2 separate regions of the Mus musculus genome follow, and region 1 is linked to region 2. The links are chromatin contacts, called in public HiChIP or PLAC-seq maps. All regions are on one chromosome and are shown on one strand. The core of a region is the stretch at or near the end of the contact, and the rest is flanking DNA. Distances in the headings are between cores, read along the strand shown.

What was found. HiChIP or PLAC-seq counts read pairs in DNA pulled down with a chosen protein or histone mark.
Region 1: an H3K4me3 HiChIP or PLAC-seq map of embryonic stem cells shows a contact between it and region 2, with 9 read pairs. The contact joins the enhancer-like site here to the promoter of Pcdh17 in region 2. A contact is called at or near these places in 4 of 39 promoter capture datasets (the C10 cell line, embryonic stem cells, frontonasal cranial neural crest and 1 more), 1 of 484 Hi-C or Micro-C datasets (embryonic stem cells), 8 of 115 datasets of contacts at active chromatin or transcription factors (acute myeloid leukemia, cardiomyocytes, craniofacial prominence and 5 more) and 1 of 9 other capture datasets (liver).

Annotation. Positions count from the first base shown.
Region 1 is chr14:85,296,614-85,301,399 of GRCm38.p6, reverse strand. No RefSeq gene overlaps it. Among named protein-coding and RNA genes, the nearest start is that of 9630013A20Rik, 820 kb to the right of the region's middle. Within about 2 kb of position 2,214, at least 3 of the 459 cell types and tissues checked have an H3K27ac peak or open chromatin away from gene starts, as enhancers often do. A contact at or near this core is called in embryonic stem cells, where this site is marked.
Region 2 is chr14:84,440,311-84,444,899 of GRCm38.p6, reverse strand. It overlaps Pcdh17 (protocadherin 17), which reads right to left and starts at 1,337. Exons shown (of 4, transcript NM_001013753.2): 1 at 1-1,337. Gm32498 (predicted gene, 32498) reads left to right here and starts at 1,496. Exons shown (of 4, transcript NR_168882.1): 1 at 1,496-2,375; 2 at 2,664-2,802.

The sequences.
Region 1 (4,786 bases), core at 965-3,464, 860 kb before region 2:
CCCAAGGAAGAAGAAAGAGCAGAGCAGCAACAATATGCTGCCTCTTCTTTTAGTCTCACAGGGAAATGAAAGAAAATGTTGCTAATGCTGCCATCAAGCACGTTAAACTTTTTCAAGTTAGAATTATGTAGAGACTATTTCTTCTTCCTTAAAGGTATAATCTATTCTCCACTTCGTTAAGGCATTGCTACCTAAAAATACATTCACATAGATAGTCTTTGTATATTTGTGAATCTAAGAACAGCACTCTGCTTGTGCTTTAAGTGTAATGAATGTTTCCTGTAAGAATTTCTTTTCAAAGCAGTAAGACTTCACAACATATGAGTATTTTAAAAATGAACATTATCTGAATGTTTTTCAGAAATAATCATATTAGCATATTCAAAGAACACATTGTATTTATTTAATTATGCAGTGATATTCTTCTAATATCGATGTAATTACATGTTGTAAGCTTAATAATTTTAATAAGAATAATGTCAATATCATAATTTTTAAGCAAGTACATATGGAATAAAATTTCTGCTGAATTCAAGTTTTTTTTGCTATAAAGAGACTATAAGTGAAACATTTACACTTAACTTTTTTTTTTTTTCAGTTTCACAGTTCTTCTATAGGATACCTGGTTAGAAGTGAGAATATTTTTTAAAAGATCCCCTTAATTTAGATTTCAACTTCCAAACATGTACTGTATGTCTTTGCCTGAGTGACACTTGATAATGCCCTTATGAATATTCTTTGACAAGAGAAATACTCAAACATCTTTTGGAAAAGTGTATCTTATCAAATTCTGACATCCATTAAAATAATATTCTAGAAACCTCAGAGCTTCTTGTTCAATAAATGCCCTCTGCCACTCAACAGAGGAACACGTTAGTGGTTGGTGCTCACTGTCCCGACTCTTTTCCGGATATGGAGGTACCTATCGTGAGAGCAGAGAGACATGTTCTTCTTTTCAAATATTGATTTATTTATAAAATTAGATAAGAATGTAATTATTGTTAACACCTATGTTAACTATCTTAACAAAAATGCTTATTATTGTTTTCTATTATTAAATCTTTTGCAGAGGGCCAACTCTGGCAATGGCCAGGTCCCACAGAGGAAATAAGGAGGGGCGTAGCAAAGGACAACTGAATCAAGCAAGGAATTCGGTGAAAATCTTGCAGCCTGAATGAGTGGCAGGTGAGGTGCTTCTTCATTCATACAGAACTCAACAGGGTAGGCTAGATTTACATTGTTTCAAAAAACATAGATCATAATATTTCTGCCCCCTGACAAGTGTTTTAACTTCCACTTGGTCACAAGTATAGTCATCATTGACAAACCATGACAGATGAGAGTTACATCTTACAATATTTTTCTCACATCAACCCATATCCCAACTTTTAAGAATCTAGAGGTATATTCTACCAAAACATGTCAACATGTTTTCACCATTAGTAGCCCTTGTAGTTTCAAAAAAAAAAAAAAATTCCAAGCCAGACTGGGCAGTCATGTCCCAAGCAGAGTATTATCACTTTTAATGGGCATTAGACCCCCCCCCCCCAAACAACTTGAGGCCAAAGTTATTGCAGTGATTATTCCAGTTATGTCAAAAATATAATTTATATATATGTGGAATTTATTTTTATATGTAGTTTTGGTATTCTTTTTTACCTTGGTCTGCATGAGCTAACTTTTCTAAGAAAAGGGGATCTTAGTACATTCCTTTATGTATTCATGTATCCACACACATTCTTTGTTCGTCCCTATAAGCCCCAGTGTAAGACAAATATACCTCCCGCGAATCTAACGTTGTTGCTGAATCTTTTCTTTGAGAGGCATACCACATGTGGCCCCAAATTTTATATGTCATATAACCACCTGAGCATATTGTGGGAAGAGGCTTTTAATTTGATCTGCTGCCAAGTTCTCTAGCCCACTGAAATTTGTTTACATTTTAAAGTTTACTTTATTCTGATATTTTGATTATCATGTTGCTGAGTAAGTATGCGGGCAGATGTTTGGAGAGTATCTTTCAGTCAGAGTCTCATAAGGAGAGTTCTGATGTCTTTATTTGAGCAGTAACCACTGGGTAGTAAGGAAGACTTTCAAGTAGGGCCAGGCAAGGTGATGGGAAGGTCATAAAACACTTGCCTCTCTGGAAGGGAGAGGCTAATTAACATTTCTCTGACCAGGGGGCAGGAACCAACCTTTGGGTGGGGACACATTCTTCAGGACTTACTGTTGCCCACCTTCAGACAAGACTTTGTTGCCTCACTCCCTAAAGACCAATCGGTTTAAAGGGAGCACTGTTCCACCAATCATTGTGCCTAGTTGCTGATGCTCTATTCTGCCCCTGGAAACCATACAAAAACTTGCCGTCTGTGTGCTGGGTCCTTCCCGTCTGGGATGACCCCAGTGCAGTGAAACAATAAATTCCTCTTGCTTTTTGCATTGATCCTGGCTCCACTTAGTTCACTCAGGGGGTCCCCATAAGGTAAGGCTCCCCTGAGTCTTAATACTCCCTAAAAGCAGGAGGGGTATAATATGTTCCGAATTTTTCTGGGGAAGCTTAGAAGCAGTACTCCTGAGAGAAAGCAGAAATGATTCATAAGAAATTTTCCATCAATTCAATATCACCAAGTTGTACAAATATTAAAAGCGCCCCAAGCCTGCAACATGTGGAGATCAAGGCCAAGTGGAAGACAGCATGACAGCAAGGGCATCACTTGGTTCAGCTTTGCTGGATCTTTGTCAAGCAGCTGTGCAGGCTTTATGACTTTTGCTGATCCCATTAGATATGGCTGTGTCAATCTTTCTTTGCTAGTTCTCTTTTTCTTTTAGACCAATGAGAGATTAATGTGAGATAGCCCTTAGGTATCTTCAAACTCAAACTAACTTCTCTGTCATAGGTTCTCAGAGATTGGGATACTACTTGGGTGAACAAGTTCACTTTGTTTTCAATTCTTCTCAGTCAATTTATTACCATTAGTAAAGGGAACATAAGTATTTTTCATATCTGGACATGTAAATTATATACAGTCATATAGAAGAGAAAAAGTTAGACTCTATTAACAATACTCCTCTTAACTATATCATACATACTGGGTACTTTATTTTATCCTACTGACTTAAAGATCAAAATAAAATAATATTGTCTAGAAGCTGATATTTATTTGACTTATGTATTTTTATCTGGTAAACATTTGTTTTGTAATGTTAGTTACTATTTTATTGTTTTTCCACTTATTTTAAAATTCTTGTATTGAATTTATTTAATCTTTTATATTTTATTTTGTAAAAATCTTTATATTTATTTCAAGTATATAGTGACCAAGCCAGCTCAGCCAGTCAACTGGTTCTCCAGGGCAGGAGTGAGAATTAAAAAGAAAAAAAGACAATTAGACAGCACTGTAGCATGACCCTGGGCAGTTTTGAGGCTGAAGTGGGTTTATTTTTTTCAGTCTGTTTTTTATACTACTTTAAGTATATGCAGAATAATAAGATCAGGTCTGGGTCAAAAAATGAGCAAGGCAATAAACAAAATCCCAAAACCACTTTTCTAGGGGCTAGTCAGGATGGCGAAGAGAAAAGGAAACATGCCTCAGCTGAGCCTGCTCTGAGCTTTGCATTAACTCAAAAGTAAATGTTCTTTATCTGGGACTAGTTTTCTGAGTCCTGGACCAAAGTCAGACTCCTGCTTTGAACTTATTTCTTTTGTCCTGACCCAATGTCAAATTCCTGCCAAGTGTCTAGAAGCGACCCCCAAAGGTTCTCCACAATATAGAATAAAGAATAAAATATTAGCTAGAAAACATAGTTCTTCAAATAATATTGTTAAGAAAATTAGGACAGAATACTGTAAGCCATATTGTAAGAGCTAAAGTTAATGTGTAAGCCCCACAGCCCCAGGACAATGTAACTTCCGGGAACACTGGGAACTGTAATGCCTGGGAAATAAAGCGCCACTCGGTTTTTGTTCCCCTAAACAAGCTGATTTGACAAACATGCACCAGATGTGCTTGATCACATGTTACCAAGAGGTAGGAAGGCAGGAAAATCATCAGGTTATATGCTTGCCCCTGATTGGATCTGATTGAAAATGCAATGAACTCTGGGTTGTGGCCTTAAAAATGCCAATGTTCACACAGGTGTGGAACTAAGCAGAATTCATTTTCCTTGAAAGTACTTAATTAAAACTTGCTGCAAGTTTAGCTCAAAAATTGTGGAACTGGCTTTTCTCTTGTGAATTTCAGGATGAACATTTGGAGGCCTCAGTAAAATAAGACCATTTCACCCCAAATTCTCGATTTAGGCTCTTGATTTTGGCTTCTGGGACCACTCCCCTAAACCCTATCTTCATTTTCATCCCCTGGTATGAATGGCCATTCTCTCTGTCTCTCTCTGTCTCTCTCTGTCTCTCTCTGTCTCTCTCTGTCTCTCTCTGTCTCTGTCTCTGTCTCTCTCTCTCTGTCTCTCTCTCTCTCTCTCTGTCTCTCTCTGTCTCTCTCTCTCTCTGTCTCTCTCTCTCTCTCTCTCTGTCTCTCTCTCTCTGTCTCTCTCTCTCTGTCTCTCTGTCTCTCTCTCTCTCTCTCTGTCTCTCTGTCTCTCTCTCTCTCTCTCTCTCTCTCTCTGTCTCTCTCTCTCTCTCTCTGTCTCTCTGTCTCTCTCTCTCTCTCTCTCTCTCTCTGTCTCTCTCTCTCTGTCTCTCTCTCTCTCTCGGTTTTTCGAGACAGGATTTCTCTGTATAGCCCTGGCTGTCCTAGAACTCACTCTGTAGACCAGGTTGGCCTCGAACTCA
Region 2 (4,589 bases), core at 88-2,587:
AGGGAGCTACCCTCCCAGTCCTAGCACACACACACACACACACACACACACACACACACACACACTGCCCTGTCTCTCGCTAGAAGGGAAACAGTCTCTGCATTCACAGGGCTGGGCTGTCAAGTGGCTCTCTTTTCTTTCTATTCAGCACCTCCTTCCAGTGGCCCAGCCTCCTTTTCATCTAGAAAGGAAAACCTTGGCGAGGAACAAGAGTGGTGAATATTTGAAGAGAATAACAGTGTAGGCTTTTTCCCCCCTTATTATTATTATTATTTTAAATTGGAGGAGTAGAGTCGACGGAATACATCAAGGCTTGGCGTGATGCATTCTGCAGTCTGGCTCACACACGGTCTCTGGTCGACTTGGGAAAGGCAGAGAGGGTGAGGAGCTGCAGCCACCGCGGTTCTGCCAGGGCGCCCACCCGGGGAAACTACCTCCTCCACCTCCGAGGGGAGGTTAGGCACGGGTTGATCTACACATTATTTCCGCTTCTCCCAGCGCCTCGGTATACGGGAATGACACATCCAGAAATGCAGGTGTTCTCATCTGCGGGATGAGTCAGAAGCAGCGGAACGAATCGTATTCACTCTCCCCTCACGGTCCTCCCTTCGCAGTCCTTAGTTGAGGCTTCTTCTTAAGGCTTTCTCTGACCACTCAATAGGAAAAACAAAAACAAAAACAAAAAAAAAACAAACAACAACAACAAAAAAGCCGGAATCACGTCGGGGGTGGGGGAAGAAAAACGAGAAAAAGCGTGGGGGGAGGAAGGCAAAGCTGAATCCAGGAACACTTTTACTCTACCTCTTTCGGCCGGAGTCCGAGGCTCTGCAAAACAAGGCGTCTGCTTTGCTTACGAATATTTATTTGTTTTTTAAAAAAAACCTTTCCACTTGGTTAGGCGTGAGATGCCCCCAAATCTCTCAGTCTTAGGGGTGGGGGCACGTTTCCAGTAATGATTCACAGCTTAGCCCAGGATCATAGTTCAAGATTTTCCTCCCAACGGTCTCTGTTCACAAAGTCCAGCATCGGTGTGCATAGCTAATTGTGCAGTCTGTTGTGGAGGTTTTTTTTAAATTTTAATTCCTCCTTTTTTTTTTTTCTGTCACGAGTGGTCTCTTTCAGTCTAGTGCGGTGCCTGTCAGGATCACCCCAAAGCCTGAGAAAGACGTGCAGGTTTCAAACCGAATAAATCCATCTCCGCCAGCCAAGACGCGGAGGAAATGGAAGGTGAAAAATTCAATTCAACAGTTGGAGTACCGTCTCCGAGCCGCCCTCCTCCGCTGCGGCAGCCGCCGGGCTCGCAGTCCGGATTCTCTCCCCAGCGTCTCTTGCTGACTGACTCTATTCACCTCACGCCGCCGCTTAAACATTGATACTGATTCTCTGCCAGCCAATCGGCGTGGGGAGCCAGACCCTGCCTTCTCGGCCCACGCCCAATGGGAGGCGGAGAAACGGCAGGCGGGGGCGGGGCCAGCAGCCCCAGCTCTTTAGAGTCATTGACTAGCTTGAGTCCGACCGGAGAGCATCAAGGCCCGCAGAGCCCGCGCTAAGTCTCGGCGGCGGCGCCCAGGGCTGAGCCGTGGTAGCCCTGGTGTTTAGAGGGTGTCTTCCTCTAGAAAGAGAAAAGTTTGGCAGTGATTTGATTTCAACTGGGGATAGGATGTAAAGCCAGGCGTGGGGAATCACCGTATACTTTGCAGAGAGAGGCAGCTGCGGTCTTCCTGGTGCCTTCTAGTCCACACACCAACCCACGTCGTCAGCTTACACACAGACACACACAGACACACACACACACACACACACACACACAAACACTGGGCCAAGGGAGTTGCGGATTTTCTGACTCCTTGTGCACTCATCTGGAGGTGCGGAGTGGGTGCGTGCGCGCGCATGCGTGCGCGCGCCCGAGAGAGAGCGAGAGAGAGAGAGAGAGAGAGAGAGAGAGAGAGAGAGAGAGAGAGAGAGAGAGAGAGCGTGTGTGTGTGTGTGTGTGTGTGTGTGTGTGTGGTGTATGTACGCGTTTTCTCACGGTGGGATGTTTATTTCGGTGAACGCCAGGAAAGTGCAGTGTTAGAGATCTGTCTGTGCTAGCTAGCTCGGGAGCAAACACGCCGCAAGCAACTGTAATCAATATGTAACTTTCTTCATCCTCAGAGAAATCCCCGCTGTCCCCAGGCACCCATGCAAGGAAAGTCACTTGATTATGAAAGTGTTTCAGAAGAAAAGCAGACGCCGGTGGAGAGAGAGGCAGTGTCTCGAAGGAGGGAACAAGCCTCTCTTAAGACATGTTTTGCAGCTCCATGAAACTGAAATCTGGTTGAACAGTGTTTAGACTTCTACCTTTTAACCATCTCCTATCACAGCCCACATTCAAGGTAATCCAATGTCCCTTAATGTCCCTAGCTTTGGTGTCTAATTCACTTCTGTTCATCTTACTAAAATTCCAAATAGCAATTTGATATTTTTTTCAAATCAAATAGCATTGCTAATATGTATAAAGTCTCCTATTCATAGAAGCTGAACTTAGGCAAGAACTTATACCAGATTGAATGATGTTTGTTTAAATATTCTCTCTCTGTCTCTTTGTCTCTCTCTCTTCTTCCTCCTCTTCCTCTCCCTCCTCTTCCTCCTCCCCCCCCCCATTCTAAATTTCTCATCTCCAGCTTTAGAATCTCAAAGCTTGCTTTTGTCTGAACTGCTTTCACAAACATCCACAAGTTACGATCAGTTTTGGTTCTGATCTAGCAGTTCTGGAGCAGAGTTAAGAGGGACAAAGGAAAACAATCCGTTGAAATAGAGAAGGTGAGTATTTTGATTGCGACAGTATTGATTGTAGTTCATAAATACTGAAGTTAAGTTGCCATTTATAAATTGTGAATGACTACTATAAAAATATGTAACATGAATCATTCAGAATTTCAAAGAAAATCAAATCCAGACCAATTACAAGAATGCTCTGAATATTGTTTTGGGGATACTTGCTTAAAGGTTCAGATCAAGGAGCTATTAATTTCCCAGAGCTTCAAGGAGATAACATATAGTCTGATTTTGCAGTCTGGTCTCATTCCAAATGTACCATTCCCTTGAGAGACCAACAGCTCAAAAATTCAAAGAGAAGATCTTTTTAGTCAGACCTTCAAATTCAAAAATGTTCCTTTCTTGTCTTCCCTAAATAGGTTGTTTAGCATATATGTTTGTAGTCCACAGAGGACTCAGTCTTGCCAAAGTAAAGGCTGTTTTGCTAAGTTGTCTTTAACCACAAAGTCTTATATAGCCATAGCTTTCTTTATGTCTCTCTGGTTAGAAATATTGGTCCAATGCATGTGCTTTGGAAGTTGATTCTTGTAATCTTTATAACCAGAAACTGCCTATGGCATAGTGAACACACATTCACACATTCATTTATCAATTTTTATTTTGTATCTCCCTCTCCTCGCACCCTGCCTGAGTTCTAAGGATAAACACCAGCACTTTGCAAAGCTAAACAAGAGCAGTAGCTCTTAGATATATCTTCAGAAACACTGTGAATTACCTTTTAAAAACGACCACTTTAAGCTTATTTTAATCGCATAGTAATTAGACGTCTTTGACTTTCACTATGGTGCAAAAATAAAACAATAAAACAATTCCAAGGAAGGCTGGGGTGTATTGATTAGGCTTAATTCAACATAGTGCTATGCAGTTGAAGGGAGATTGGAAACACAATGCCTAGGAAAGGTCTTGGTGACAGGAAAAATATATCCTTAGAAGAATACATTTGCTTAGACTCCCCCTCCCCAGAGTAATTATGCCACACCGCCCCCCAGTGTTTGCTGAAAGAACTGTGTGTATATGGTGAATGCTTTAGGGCATCTTCCAAGAATAAAAAGAACACAAGTATGTTTCTTATATTTCTTGTTGCTGTAGTATCCGACATGGTTGTTGAGTACTGACATGTATCCTAAGTAACTATTTGTAGTGATGATTTATACCTGTTTTTTTTCCTTAACCAGCAATGAAACTGACTGATAGCTTAGTACAAGTTGTTTGGCTTATTTCCAATCAGTTGTGACAATCACATTTAACTCTAAAAAGAAATCGTTAAAGGTTTTCAAAGTCTGTCTTTTTCTTTCTTCCAAGCATATTTTGTGTTCACATCATATTTATTTAAAATTTTCTTATTCATTATCTTAAAACTATTGAGCTCCACTGGAATAGAAAAGATGATGTAAGTGTATTAGGTAGTTCAAAAGCATCACGGCTTTGTAGCATTGAAGGCCGTGTCTCATACTCCACCAAGCCAAGGAGTTCAGAAGTCTGTCATGACCTGCGTATACTAAAGCAATGTCAGAGTTTTCCAGAGCAGCTGGGTTGATAATCAGTGTTTGTAGTTTCAAACCAGATTCAACTCTAATCCAACACGTTACCCTTCTCTATGTAAATTCATATATTCTGACCATCTCAAGATCTAGTTTGCTTAGCTACAATCTATGTGTGACCACTCACTGAGAACAAGTCTTGTAAAAGACTTAACATTTGATTAATTAATAAAATAGGGTGGGTAAGTTGAGTTTAAAGGTAAATTGATTGATGCATTGGAATTACTTTAA